Regions from separate parts of the Zea mays genome. Here region 2 is linked to region 1. The links are chromatin contacts, called in public Hi-C maps. All regions are on one chromosome and are shown on one strand. Each heading gives the region's core, a stretch centred on a gene start, on an enhancer-like site or on the middle of the called end of the contact. The rest is flanking DNA. Distances are from core to core; before and after follow the strand shown. Region 1 holds the start of LOC100283386. Region 2 holds the start of LOC100272758.

What was found. Hi-C and Micro-C count contacts between places; a contact is called where the count stands out from the background.
Region 2: a contact with region 1 is called in a Hi-C map of tassel, with 2.2 times the contacts expected there. The contact joins the promoter of LOC100272758 here to the promoter of LOC100283386 in region 1. A contact is called at or near these places in 6 of 25 Hi-C or Micro-C datasets (bundle sheath, ear, endosperm and 2 more).

The regions. Positions count from the first base shown.
Region 1 is chr10:111,181,181-111,188,292 of Zm-B73-REFERENCE-NAM-5.0, forward strand. LOC100283386 reads right to left here and starts at 2,492. Exons shown (of 3, transcript NM_001367102.1): 1 at 2,143-2,492; 2 at 1,888-2,056; 3 at 917-1,786. The coding sequence starts at 2,387. The coding sequence ends at 1,079.
Region 2 is chr10:111,352,129-111,359,240 of Zm-B73-REFERENCE-NAM-5.0, forward strand. It overlaps LOC100272758, which reads right to left and starts at 3,377. Exons shown (of 2, transcript NM_001319979.1): 1 at 2,623-3,377; 2 at 1,659-1,975. The coding sequence starts at 3,075. The coding sequence ends at 1,886.

The sequences.
Region 1 (7,112 bases), core at 1,242-3,741:
AAAAACGGACCGAAAAACGAGCTAAACGGGTCGGTAAGCACATTTTAGTGTAAAAAAAACGGGCTTAACGGGCTTATAGTTAAACGGGCCGTGCCGGGCTAGCCCGCCGTGCCTAGTTTCCTGTTCAAGCCCGCCCACTTATTTTACCGTACCGGGCTCGGACCGGGTCAAAAAGCGGGCTTCGTGCCGGGCTCACGTGGCTCGTGCTTTTTGGGCACCGAGCAAGTAACCGTTGGTTGCGCTGGTAAGCAAATGGCTCGTACCGATACTCCTCCGTTCTCGAGTCTCGACCGAGTCTGTCTGGACCCCGAAAAGAAAACATATGCAATGCAACCAAATCCGGACGGTGACGGGTAGCAACACGTTGGCGTCCGCGTGGGCGTGGCCCTTCGTTGTCTGGGCTTGGCTCAACTTCCACGCCCAGTAGCGCATTTTCCCCGCGCGCGCGCGCGCGCGTTGACGGTCGCGCGTGGATGCACCTGTCTGTCATCTGTGGAAGTCTGCAAGCGGAAGCGGAAGCGACCAAGCGCACCACGGCACCACCAGCACCTGTCTCTCGCCATCCGACCTCCCCCCTATGGCCCTATGCGTACCGAGACGGAGGAAGCCACACCAACACCACGAGTAGTGGTACTTGAGGAACTTGCCTTTTCCCGTGCGTCGTCGTAACGGCTTTTGTCGCCTTCCCTCCAACGCAGGACGGGCCGAGACGCACTGGCGGACACCGCGACAGGCCCCGGCCCTGTCTGGCTGCCTGACCGTGACCGGGCAGCAAGCACCGGAGGTAAATGGGCTTTCGACCTCACGTCACGTCACGTCTCGCTCTCGCCTCCTCCGTGATCCTGAACAGAGCAACACGGCACTACCGTGCTGCTTTCTCTCTCTACTTTTTACTCAGGTCACGGACCAACGGTGAAAAAAATTTCACTGCCTATGTTCTACGTATCGCCCGCGCCAGAAGAACGTTACATCAGCATTTGCCAACAAACCATGTACGTACGCAGGTTCAGAGAACGACGCAAAAGGCAAAACAGAGAAACGGCCGGCCGCTAACTGACATATATAGTAACGGAGAACGTCACGGCGCCGGGGCCGCCGCGTCCGCATTGGCGATGGCGTTGGGCTGCACCGCGTCGAGCCACCGGTCCATGGGCGTGCACTCCGCCTTGTGCGCCATCCTCCAGTGCAGCGCCTGGCACGCGCGGGAGCAGTAGTTCACCACGCCGCACACCGAGCACCGCCTGAACTCGTGCCGCCGCGTCTCGGGCCGCCCGCACAGCGCCTGCGAGCACAGCCGGAGACCGCCAACGCCGTCCTCCTCCGGCGAGCCCGCCGTCCCGGCGCTGCCGTTGCCGTTGCCGCCGGGCGTCAAGCCCAGCGGCCGCGACGCGAACCAGTCCACCAGGAACCGGTTGGCCGCGTGCGCCTCGCCGGCGCGGCACCCCAGGTCGCTCATGAGGAGGCACGGGTGCGCCACCGAGGCGGCCGCGAGCTCGCGCGCGTTCGCCTGGATGAGGAGGCGCCGCCCGTCCAGCACGGACCGGCGCACGCCGTAGCCGTCCTGCAGGCAGTGCCCCAGCTCGCGGAGCGCGTCCACGTGGCCCCGCGCCGCCGCGCGCGCGCACAGCGCGGCTCCGGCGCGGAGGTCGCGGTCGTCCTTCCCGCCGCCGCTGCCGTTGAACTGGATCACGGCCAGCGAGTACAGCGCCTCGCGGTGCCCGCCCACCGCCGCCGCCGCCATCAGCGCCGCGCCCGAGCCGCGGCTCCCCAGGCAGTAGAACCGAATCTGCATGCACCCACCCACCATATATCAGCTTCGTCAGCGCGATCGATCCCTCCCGACGTCTAGCTAGCGTCAAGGCGCCACAGACGATTCTTTGTCCTCACCATGCCGAGAAGGTAGCAGGCTTCGAGGTTGCCGGCGTCGGCGCAGCGCTGCAGGAACCGGTGCGCCTCGTCCGACCAGGCCTTGGCGCGCACCGAGAGGCACCGCGGCGACGCCCGCGCGAGCACCACCACCTTGCTCCGCGCTACTAGCTCCCTGAATCTCTTGCACCTGCACACACGCGCGAACACACATCCAGGTTACAAATCCAAGCACCGGGCACCAGAAGACAGGCGCGATATACTGGACGTACGTACGTGAGCATGGCGCCGGCGAGATCGGCCGGCGAGCCGGCGGACGCGGCGACGTCCCTCAGTATGGAGACGACGAGATCGTCGGGCAGATCCTCGAACATGTCTCTGGCGCCCAGGCGGACACCTGGATCTTCGGCAGCCGCCGGCGATGCCTCGGCCGCCGTCCTGCGCCTCTTCCGGCGTTGCACCTCCGGGCCCTCGCCCGGCGCCGCATGGCAGGAGTAGCAGGCACCGCGCCTCGTCTTCATAGCCGTACGTTCTTCTGTGGCGAGCCGTTCCTAGTTGCGGTTCTTTGGTGAGGAGACAGAGACACAGAGAAAGAAGAGGAGACGGGGTGCCCGTGTGTCCGTAATGGCGAGGGTGGAGAGGAGGGGCAGCCATATATAGGAGGCCCAATGCAAGGCGGGCGATGAGGAGGACAGGGTCGTGGCCTCGTGGGGTGCGACGTGCGAGGAAGGGAAGAGCCGTTCTCCACTCACTCCGTTCCGTTGCGAGATTGGATTTGGAGGTGTGGCGCTGGCGCCGCGCCTGCACACGGTCAACAGCGCCGCTGACCGGAGGAGGGTTGCTTCAAGGGGAGCACGCTTGGACGCAAAGCCTCTCCTTTCTTGATACTCCCTCCACACTTTCTCTCTCTCCTGTCGTTTTTTTTGCCCCACTCTCTCTCTCCTCTCATCATCTTTTCCTCTCTCCTCCTCGCTCAGCTTTTGAAGCAAATATTTGTTTTTTTTCTTTCGTTCCAATTTCCTTCAATTTTAAAGAGAGAGAGAGAGAGTGGACAAACCAGAGGTGGTGGGGGCACTGATGGTTGGGCCCATTAATGATTCTGGTTAGTGTGTGCTATATCTTTGACAGCCTTAAATTTCTTCTTTTCTCTCTCTCCTGTCACGCATCAAAGCAGCTAATGGAATATTTATAGTATTTATCATTTATATAGAACAAACTAACACTAGCTGAAGTGGTTAGAAGCAAGGTTTTTAATAGCTAGCTCTAATGGTCGATATATCCTGATATATCCTTTTTAGCAGCAAAAAGTTACGTTGTTTAGCTTAATATATTCAGCTATATCGCGATATATCCTCATACGACTCTCGTTGAGCTCACGAGGAAGCGACGCACGGCGAAACTCACACTTTAAAGATGTATATAGTGATTTGCATTCTTCTTGGCTTGGCTTTGCTTGGTTTATTTATTCGTTGATGGTCTTATTTCCCAGTCCCAGATGACAAAGGAGGGAAAGAGAGAGAGAGAGCGTGGGGGCCATCAGAGGTTTGTTCCTTCTGTCCTGATATATATGGTTGGTTTGGTAACACCACCAGCAGTCACATATATAGCTAGGGTTGGTGACATGGACATGGAGCTTGCTCAGATAGTTTTGGCATGGCACCAACATGGCATGCATATGCAAGGCTGCGGCATGCAGCACGCACATAGGGTGCCTGCGATTTGCGGGCTGGGGGTTGGCACGACAACAAAAAAAGCCTTGCTTCCTTGCTTGGATTATTGTGACCGGTGGTGGTATCTTGCTACCAATTGAAGCTTTGTTGGCTGCCTAATTAATTTGGTGCCACCCCTCCGTACGTGACATAAATTAACCAGCCGGCCGGCCTGCCGCGGCGATGGTTTTGGCTCCAAGGAAATGGTTGCTTAATTGAGCGCATATCACATCGGTGTGGGTCTTACTACTGATTTTTGATTAATTAGCCAACCTGGTTTTACGCCCCCAATGCAATGACGATGATGGCCGCGTGTATGAATGTATGCGATGATGCTTTCAGACAAGGATAGAGATGTCTTACACGACGACGTTCCAGCGCAAGGGAGAGCGCGAGGTTTGGCTTAGGTTACGCCATTTGGCACCATTGCCACAAGTTTCCCGGGCCGGGTAAGGAGACGCGCGCGCGACAGTGCGACACTAAGGACTAGTTTGAAAGTTCAAATACCGAAGAAGATTGGAGGGACTAAATCCCCTCCTTATTCAACTTTGAATAAGAGAATAATTTTAGCCTCTCTAATTCTCTCCAGTTTTGTGACTCCCAAACTAGCCCTAGTAAAGAGGTCTACCATGCATATGTGATTTGGCTGGTTATTAGTTGACAGCTACTGTTCGGTGAGAACTTACCTGACATATTATTATTTCGTATCGCGCCCATGTTTAAGTTTGTTGATCTGTTGGTTAACATGCTCTTAAATACAAAGTAATTGTTTAAACTAACCCTACAACAGAGGGAAACAGCTCTCATAAACAGTCATGATTGAAATCGTCATCTTTGATTGATGGGAGGAAGCAGCTAGCTAACTATCCACAGTTTTCTTGCTAATAAATACGCGCTGAGCCTATAGAAATACTAACGGAGAGTACAGCGAGACATTTTGAAGCTAGGGGAGAAAACTGACAAGGTGTCAAACATCGAATTGGGTTGGGTTGGTCCGAGCCAACGTAGATCAGTTTTGATAGAACATGCCACTACCGGAATCGTGTTCTTTGCCGAGTGTTTAAGACACTCGGCAAAGACTATTTTACACTCGTCAAATTCTATAACTTCTCGGCAAAGAATACTCGACAAAGAATTCTATAACTTCTCAAGATCTACAAAATTTATTTTAGTTGTTTGGTCATTTGTTCATCTCACATGATAGTTCTAACAATATGCACAAATTCTATACATCTCTCTCGTAGTTTTATAAACTACGAGAGAGAAATATGTTTTATGAACAAATTTATTTTTATCTTGTCATATGAAGAAATGTTCCAAGTATAAATTGTACATCATGATGAGTTATACAAATTTGTAGTTGAAAACTTTTTCATTTGAATTAATTTACTGCTTTAAAATGTGATTTTAAATTGTCTTTGCCGAGTGTTATATTTTTTACACTCGTCAAAGAAACTCTTTACCGAGTGTCAAAAACAAAATACTCGACAAAAAGCTTTTTCGCTGAGTGTTTTCTTTTATCGAGTGTTTTTTGCGTGGCACTCGGTAAATAGCTTCTTTGCCGAGTGCCCGAATATTTGGTACTCGGTAAAGAGCCAAATTCCGATAGCGTGCTGGTATTCGGCAACGTATCTAGTGTAAACTAATCTCTGCATGCAACCACGCAGGCTTCTAATCTGGAATCTGGATCACATGACGTTGATCCAAGGGGACGCAGGGGATTAGATTAGATAATTTTGCACGCACTTAACCTCCCGCTCCTAATCGTACTTTTGCAAATTAACCCCCCTCTCAATCCCTATTACACCCTTCTTCAACACCTAACATTTGCTCAAAGCTTCAGCAAAGTAAAAAAAAGAAAAAAATAATACAACGATCCTTTAATTTACTCCTGCAGGCTAGGCACGTGATTATGATTATTATTATGATTATTTGTCGGCGTTTCGAGACCGGGGGGTCTCTGGGCCGACGAGTGAAATGTCGCCGCGTGCCCCAGCCCAGATGGGTCGGCGCGAGGCCGAGCGCGAAGGGGGGAAGAGAGGTGGCCGGAGATGGGCGTGAGAGAGGTGGAAATCCCGCGGCCTTCGTGTTCGTCCCGCGCCCAGGTCGGGTGCGCTTGCAGTAGGGGGTTACAAGCGTCCACGCGGGAGAGGGAGCGAGCGGCCTCACGCGAGCGCCTGTCTCGTCCTCGTAACCGCGCGGCCAACCTTCTGTAAGAGGGCCCTGGTCCTTCCTTTTATAGGCGTAAGGAGAGGATCCAGGTGTACAATGGGGGATGTAGCAGAGTGCTACGTGTCTAGCGGAGGAGAGCTAGCGCCCTAAGTACATGCCGTCGTGGCAGCCGGAGAGGTTTTGGCACCCGAATCGTGTGGTGTCGTGGCCGTCGGAGGAGCGCTGGAGCCTGGCGGAAGGACAGCTGTCGGGGCTGTCGAGTCCTTGCTGACGTCCTCTTGCTTCCGTAAGGGGGCTGAGAGCCGCCGTCGTCACAGAGCGTGCGGGGCGCCATCATTGCCTATCTGGCGGAGCGAGCCAGATGGGACGCCGGTCTTGTTCCCCGTAGCCTGAGTCAGCTTGGGGTAGGGTAATGATGGCGCTTCCTGTCGACGTGGTCGGTCCGCGCCCTAGGTTGGGCGATGTGGAGGCTCCTCCGAGGTCAAGGTCGAGTATGTCTTCCGTGGCCGTGGTCAAGTCCGAGCCCCTGGGTCGGGCGAGGCGGAGACCGTCGGCTGAGGCCAGGGCTGAGTCCGAGCCCTGGGGTCGGGCGAAGCGGAGTTCGTCGTCTTCTGGGGCTGAGCCCAAGTCTGAGCCCTGGGTCGGGCGGTGCGGAGTTCGCCGTCTTCCGGGCTTAGCCCAAATCCGAGCCCTAGGTCGGGCGAAGCGGAGTTCGCCGTCTTCCGGGGCTTAGCCCGAGTCCGAGCCCTGGGTCGGGCGGAGCGGAGTTCGCCGTCTTCCGGGGCTTAGCCCGAGTCCGAGCCCTGGGTCGGGCGGAGCGGAGTTCGCCGTCTTCTGGGGCTTAGCCCAAGTCCGAGCCCTGGGTCGGGCGGAGCGGAGTTCGCCGTCTTCCGAGGCTTAGCCCGAGTCCGAGCCCTGGGTCGGGCGGAGCGGAGTTCGCCGTCTTTCGGAGCTTAGCCCGAGTCCGAGCCTTGGGTCGGGCGGAGCGGAGCTTCCTATGGTGCCTGAGGTCGGGCCTGACTGCCTGTCAGCCTTACTCTGTCAAGTGGCACTGCAGTCGGCGCGGCACAGGCGGCGCTGTCCTTCTGTCAGGTCGGTCAGTGGAGCGACGAAGTGACTGCAGTCACTTCGGCTCTGTTGACTGAAGGGCGCACGTCAGGATAAAGGTGTCAGGCCACCTTTGCATTAAATGCTCCTGCGATTTGGTCGGTCGGCACGACGATTTGGTCAGGGTTGCTTCTTGGCGAAGACAAGGTATCGGGCAAGCCGGAAGTATGTTCGTCGCTGGAGGGGGCCTCGGGCGAGACGGAGATCCTCCGGGGTCGGCTGCCCTTGCCCGAGGCTAGGCTCGGGCGAGGCGTGATC
Region 2 (7,112 bases), core at 2,127-4,626, 170 kb after region 1:
CGCATGCATCGGCCGGCGCGAGCAAGAGGCGCCGCGCGCGTCCGGTGGTGAACAGTGAACTGGTGATGCCGTCGGCTCCATCGATCGGACGGGCATTGTCGCTGGCTGACAGGTCGGGGCGCGCATGGCTGTTCACATTCACCGATCGGATAATAGGGCACACACATTTGTATGTGTCGTCATCTTTACAGCTAGTTTAGGAACCCTATCTTCTCAAGTGATTTTTGTTTTTCTTAGAGAAATTTGTTTATTTTCTCTTGAAAAAAATAGAAATCCCTTTAAAAAATGTAGTTCTCAAACTAATCCTTAAAAGATTAAACTCCACATAGTAAAAAATGGAAGCATCTCAGTCATCAGAGCCGAAATATACAGTACAGTACGTGGTACTGACTACATATCATCAAGAAGCGATGATACATAATTCTCAACGAAAGCGCTGCACGTTACTGGCATTCATAAAGTCACACTATTAAGCATTGATATTAGGTTTGACATACCAAATTTAAATAAAAGAATGTGGAAACTAAAAGCACATCTTCTGGTACCTCAAGGGAGTGATACTAACGAAGGATAATTTAGCAAGATGGAACTGGATGGGAAGGAAAAACATATTGTTTCTGTCATGAAATAAAGACAATTCATCACCTTTTTTATTGCCGATTTGCTCGTATGATTTGGATTTTAATTCACCTTTTAATTCACATGGTGACCTTCTGGATATCTAAACCATGTAATGTTGCTAATCTGTTCAACACCTGACTTAGTGGTTTTGATAGAAATATTAGAAACATCGTCTTACTGGGAGTGGTTACAACATGTTGGTCTCTTTGCTTACATAGGAATGATATCTTTTTTGAATATATATATATATATATATATATATATATATATATATATATATATATATATATATATATATAATTGTTCTCCCTTGCATGTTATCTATACCATTGCCCACTGGCTTCGAACATGAGCTATTTTGCAGAAGACGGAGTTGGGATCTATGGCTGTGAAGGCTACTCATTACTTGGTGCAGGTGGCCAAGGACTTTTTTTCCAGGCACATAGGTGGCGGTCCAGTCATCAGATTGACTACCGTTAGAGTGTGTGGTTTGTCATTTTCTGTTATTTTAAGTTGTGTGTTGTCTAAACAGGGGCGGAAGATGTTTCAATGGCTTGTATCACCTCGATGTAATGTACTTTAAAACTATAAATAAATTCTTTATCAAAAATAATCTCACACCATGAAAAAATAAGCTCACACTACACGACGGTTCACTCACAGTGACCTACGGTTGGTTGCTAAAACGGTCTTCAGCGACCTACGGTTGGTCGCTAAAAACTTTTAGCGACCCATAAGGATGGTCACTGTAAGTGCCATCGCTAAAGGCTTTAGCGGCCGACATCTTTTTAGCGACCGACCGTCCGTTGCTAATATTGTACATTTAGCGACCAACCTTGGGTTGTTGTACTATAGATTTAGCAACCAACTGTAAGTCGTCATACTATACATTTAGCAACCAACAGAAAGTCGCTCTTTTTACAGTTGTTATTAATAATAATATACATTTAATTAAGCACCACAAATCACGAATTTTATACACAAATCATAAAGACATACACAGTTAATCAGTATACCACAGTCATAGATCCATCACATAAACACAAAAGCACCACAATTATATATTCACAAAAGCATCACAATTATAATATCATTCACAACTAGATCATTTATAGATAGCTAGCTAGATCATTCACAAAAGCTCCAGAGATGATCAGTCACAAAAGCACCACAACGACATCACTCCAGCTTGAAGCAGTTCAAAAGCCCACAACTACATCACTAATGTTTCATATTACTCCAGCTATTGTTCAAAAGCCCACAACTACATCACTCTAGCTGCTCCTGAGTAGTTACCACACTCAAACTGAAATTTGGCACACTGATACAGAGCTTCAATCTGGTCAGGACCGATCTACATTGGTAAACAAGGATTAATCAATTCATTAGCATTTATCACAAAACAAGCTATAGCAATAAAAATGCACACCTTCAATGTTTCATCTGAATTTTGATCCTATTTAATATGCATTGTCCTTTCCCTACAGTGATCCAGCAGAGAAAACTCTCACTGTGAATTGTCCCTTGCTAGAGTTGAAAGAACATAAACCTGAACTAGCCACAATGGCGAAATCACTTTTTGGACTATAAGATACAAGGGAATCAACTAAGATAATAGGAAGAACTACATATGTCTATATTCTAGGACACATGTGCTAAAATGCCTATAACATACTAAATTATAGATAGTGCCAATAAAACACATCTCACAATCTACTTACCATAATATGGGAGCTAAAGTCACCATTCAGCCAATTCAAGATTCCTCGCAACATAGTGTACAACTAGGACCAAATCATATGCTAACTAAACACCTAGCCCCTAAGATTGCTCCGATGTATGAGCAAATCAATTTGAGACTTTTTAATGACCGCACAACCTCATAATTTCATAACAACATCTAATAAACACGGAAATCCACAAACCCGCATGCCTAGCCAACCAAAGTATACATGTCTCAAAAACGGGACTTGAGCAGAGGGAGTAGGGGGGAACCCGGACCTGATATCGCTCCTGGAGCATGTGGATGTTGTACTGTTTGTCGGGCCTGAACTCCTGCACGAGCTGCGGGTTCTGGAGGAAGGCGACGAACCGGTTCCTAGCCAGGACCACGGTGACCACCTTCCTCCCGAGCTTGGGGAACGCCGGCTCGAGCGAGTTGCCGCCGACGTCGAGCACCTGGAGGTTGGCCTGCTGGCTCATGTCCGGCAGGTTCCCGGACAGGTTGTTGGACGCGAGAACGAGCGACCGCAGCGAGGGGGCGCTTCCCAGGGACTCCGGCACGACGCCCTGGAACGTGTTGTTCCGCAGGCTCAGGACGGCCAGCGACGGCTGGGCGCCGATCCAGGTCGGCACCTCACCGCCCAGCATGTTGTCATCGAGGACCAGTGTCTGGAGACCGGCGAGGCGCGACACGCCCCGCAGGACCTCGCCGAAGAGATAGTTGCCGCTCATGTTGACGATCTCCAGCGACGCGAGGCGACCGAGCTTGCCCGGCAGCGGGCCCAGAGCTCGAGCCCGGACAGCGTGAGCACCTTGAGGTCGGGGAGCCTGGACAGCGTTGTGACCACGACCCCGATGGAGAAGTTCCTGGGCAGAGGCGGTGCGCCCGCGCCCGCGGCGCCCACGATGTGGAGCTGCGTCACGGTGTCCCCGTAGCACAGGACGGCGGCCAAGCCCACCGGGCCCATGGCGTCGCCGCCGCTGCCGCAGAAGTCGGTGCAGAGAGAGGGAAGAGGAGAGAGTGGGTGGCGGCTGAGGGAGAGGAAGTAGGAGGCGGCGGCCACAGGGAGGAGCCAGGGCGCGCGCTAGGGTTAGGTGTTGGGCCCCTAGTGGGCCGATTAGGATAGGGTTTGTGTTTTTTTTCTTTTTTCGAATTTCCTTTTTACTGTAACAAAAAATATATATACTCTCTAAAAATTATAATAAATCCCAAAAATAATAGTTTATAAATAAAATACATAATTTTCGAATAGATTCCATTTAAATCAACCGTGTGTCACAATAAAACAATAAAAGTGAGATTTTTGCAAATAATTATATACAAAATGATTAACCTTAAAAATTGAGTCAAACAGATTCAAGGTTCAAAACCTTAAAAATCCTTTTTTACAATTCGTTTTCTTTTCCATAATTCTTTTTTTCTTTTCTACAATTCTTTTTTCTTTACTACAATTTAGCGATCAATGTTTAATTGTTTTAATTAATTTTTAGTCACTAACATCTACAGGCACGTTCAGGCTATAAGATTTGATAGTGATCCTTGCTCTATAGCGACCCACCGCTAGTCCCCAAAGACATCTATAGCGACCAACCATAAGTTGTTAAATTTTTAGACTTTTAGCGACCTACCGACCGTTGCTACAAAAGGATTTAGCGACTGATCGTCGCCCCCTAACCTTTAGCAACCAACAGTTGGTATCTAATAAGGGTCGCTAAAGATCAACTGTCGTGTAGTGTCAATTGAAATCACACTACATCCGGCAAAGAAGTTCAATCTAACAAATAAAAGGGGTTATGCTTCATTATATTGCATGGTACAAATATATGATAAAAACCTGTAACACATCCCCACATCTTGGGGTTGCAAAAAGACCATAAAAAGAGATGCTCCTCATATACTACAAACTCAAACAAACTATATGGCCGATTCCTTTAGACTTTGGATTGGAAACATGTAATAACAGTCAACTTTGAGTAACAATGTAACAATATAAAAAATGTACATTTAACCGCAGTTAATAAAAATGATGTAGGGACCTCTATAATGAGTTGATAAAAAATTGATAAAAACTGCTCGTGTTGCTTTCAAGTCACCAAAAGAAGCAGCAGCGCACGACCACAAATCTGACATCTGACATCGAGTAGTTGTTGCCGAGTGTCGACATGTGCATCAAATTAACATGGAACTCTATAGTACCTAACACCAGCTCTAAGGCATGTATAGCAGAGAGACAGCAAAACGGTTCTCCAAATACAAGATATAACTAATCGTGTGTTTGGTTGCCCGCATATGAAGAGTCAGACTCTCCACATGTATTGACCACGACTCGACCTGTGTTTGGTTCGCTGCATCTAGTCTTACTGGCACGCACGCACCGATGCAATTTAGAATTTGTCTAGATCCACAGATACGTAGAAATTAGTCGTACTCAGTGAAACATGCTCATGCGAGCTTGGCTACGCACGCCCATGCATCCAATCACACGGTAAGAGACTTCATTATACAATGGAGTGTATATAAATATAGTCTATTAATAAATACAGAAGTAAATGTGTGTGTACAACATCGGATCGATAGACCAGACAACGAATTAGTACAGTGGGAGGTGAGACGTCTGTTGCTATTTGGGTTACGAGGCAAATGCGTCTCTTTACGGAGAGATGGCTCCACGAATTTTCGCAATTAATCTCTTTAAACATCTCAAGAGCCTCTATATTAATCACCACTATACATACCCTAAGTCGATCATTTGACAAATGAACTGTGCATGCATGGCCTCATCTCTCGATGATCCCATCATCACAGTGGATGTAGGCTTAATTACAAATGCTGCTTCGTTCACTGCCGGAGTAATTAACTCAACCACCTTGCACACGAAGGACTAGTTTGGAGCTAAAATATCGAAGATGATTGGAGGTGCTAAAATTCACTTCTTATTCAATTTGAAGCTTAGTTTGGGAGTCACAGAACTGGAGGAGATTGGAGGGGCTAGAATCCACTTCTTATTCAAATTCTAGCCCCTCAAATCCCCTCCGGTTTTGTGGCTTCTAAAGAAAAGGATTCTAGGCCCTGCAATCTCCTTCAATTTTATGACTCTCAAACTAGCTATAAAGTGGATTTTAGTCCTTCAATCCCTTCTTATGGCTCTCAAACTAGCTCGAAAAGGTAAACCTGGACGTGGACCCGGTGTCATGTGTCAAGAGGCTATGAGCTATACTATATGCAATTGTGTACTACTCTCATATCAGCTTGCACTTGACAGCTGCTTCTTCGACACCTTCCCTTTTCTTTGGCAAAGAGTTGGTGAGAGATGCTTATCCAAAACTTGCCATTAGGAGGTCCATAATCGTGACATACTCGGATAAGCACGGCCGATATGTGGACTGCATCTGCCGATACAATTGCGATCAGTGGTGGAGCCAGGATCTTGATAAGGGTAGGGTCACACTAAAAAATATTTATGCAGCTACAATTTTTTAAACCATGCAAATGTATAGATAATAGCACATATAAACTTTATTTGAACCCAATAATTACAATTTAATGTAAAATTGACTTAAACAAGTGGTTACTTAGTTACCTATATATAAGAAAATGATATATCTTTGACTCAATGATCAATGATCAATTGATTGGTGTTGGTCACTTGTTTTCAAATGCTATGAATCAAGAACAAGACAACACAAGTGTTAATGGTTAAAGATCTTCGTCTTTCGTAACATTATCTTCCTTATGATATAATGATCTTCGGACGAAGGTCATGAATGACGTACCTTCATCATTTCAATAAGCAAAGATATAAACAGAGATATATGAAACGTGAAGGGAACATGAATAATCATTTCAACTAATTAGACTATTCATATCCTTATTATTTAATCATGAATAAACATCAACGATATTTAAATTATATTTGTACCTTTGGCTTGACAGAAGGTGAAAAACCAGGAGTGATGCGTGAATGATTATAAGTCAGCGTGAACAGTATGGTGTTACTGTTCATCTATTTATAGGCACAGGACGCAGCCTGGATGAAATTACATTCAAGTCCTTGACATTTACTGTTAACCCTAAGGCAAGCTATCGAGGATTAAACAGTCTTTTCCCCTTTAAGTCGGTTTATCCTTTCACCATCGTCAATCGTGCTGAGCCGAAGCTCCTTCAGCCACAGTTTCGGAGCTAGCTTGTCCTTTGTTCAGACTGCACCTTCATATTATGCATGCATTCATCTTACAGCCGAAGCTTCCTGAAACCGTCTGTTATACTAAAAATAGGTTAGTTAAGTTTTTAAGGACCTTCGGAAGAAGAAGGCCCCCAACAATTGGGTTGCTCACTCAATTAAGCACCACATAGTAGGAACTCACTCAACCCAGGAAGGGGAAAGAGAGGCTCACCAACACCAAGTCACTACTTCAATAGAGACATAGAGGATCTAATTCCACGGCACCTCGCCCTACTACCCTTGGAAGCAAGCAAGCAGCCCCTGGCGGCCTGGTCGCTATAGCTTGTGCCATGCGTCTAGCTTGTGCGCACGCTCTATGCCGCCTCCTGCGCCCAGAGTCCCTGCCCGCGCGTGGCCGTTGGCCACCGCGCCGCTCACTTGCTTGCCGCGTAGCACACATGACGCCTCCTGCGCCCCTGCATGCGCGCTGTTCGTCTGCGTCGCCTGCTGGCTACTGCGTGGTTGTGGGCCGCGTGGGGTATGGTGTCGTGACCGTCGTGGCCTGCTGCCCCTCTCAGCTGCTCTCACCAATCACCACGAAACCCT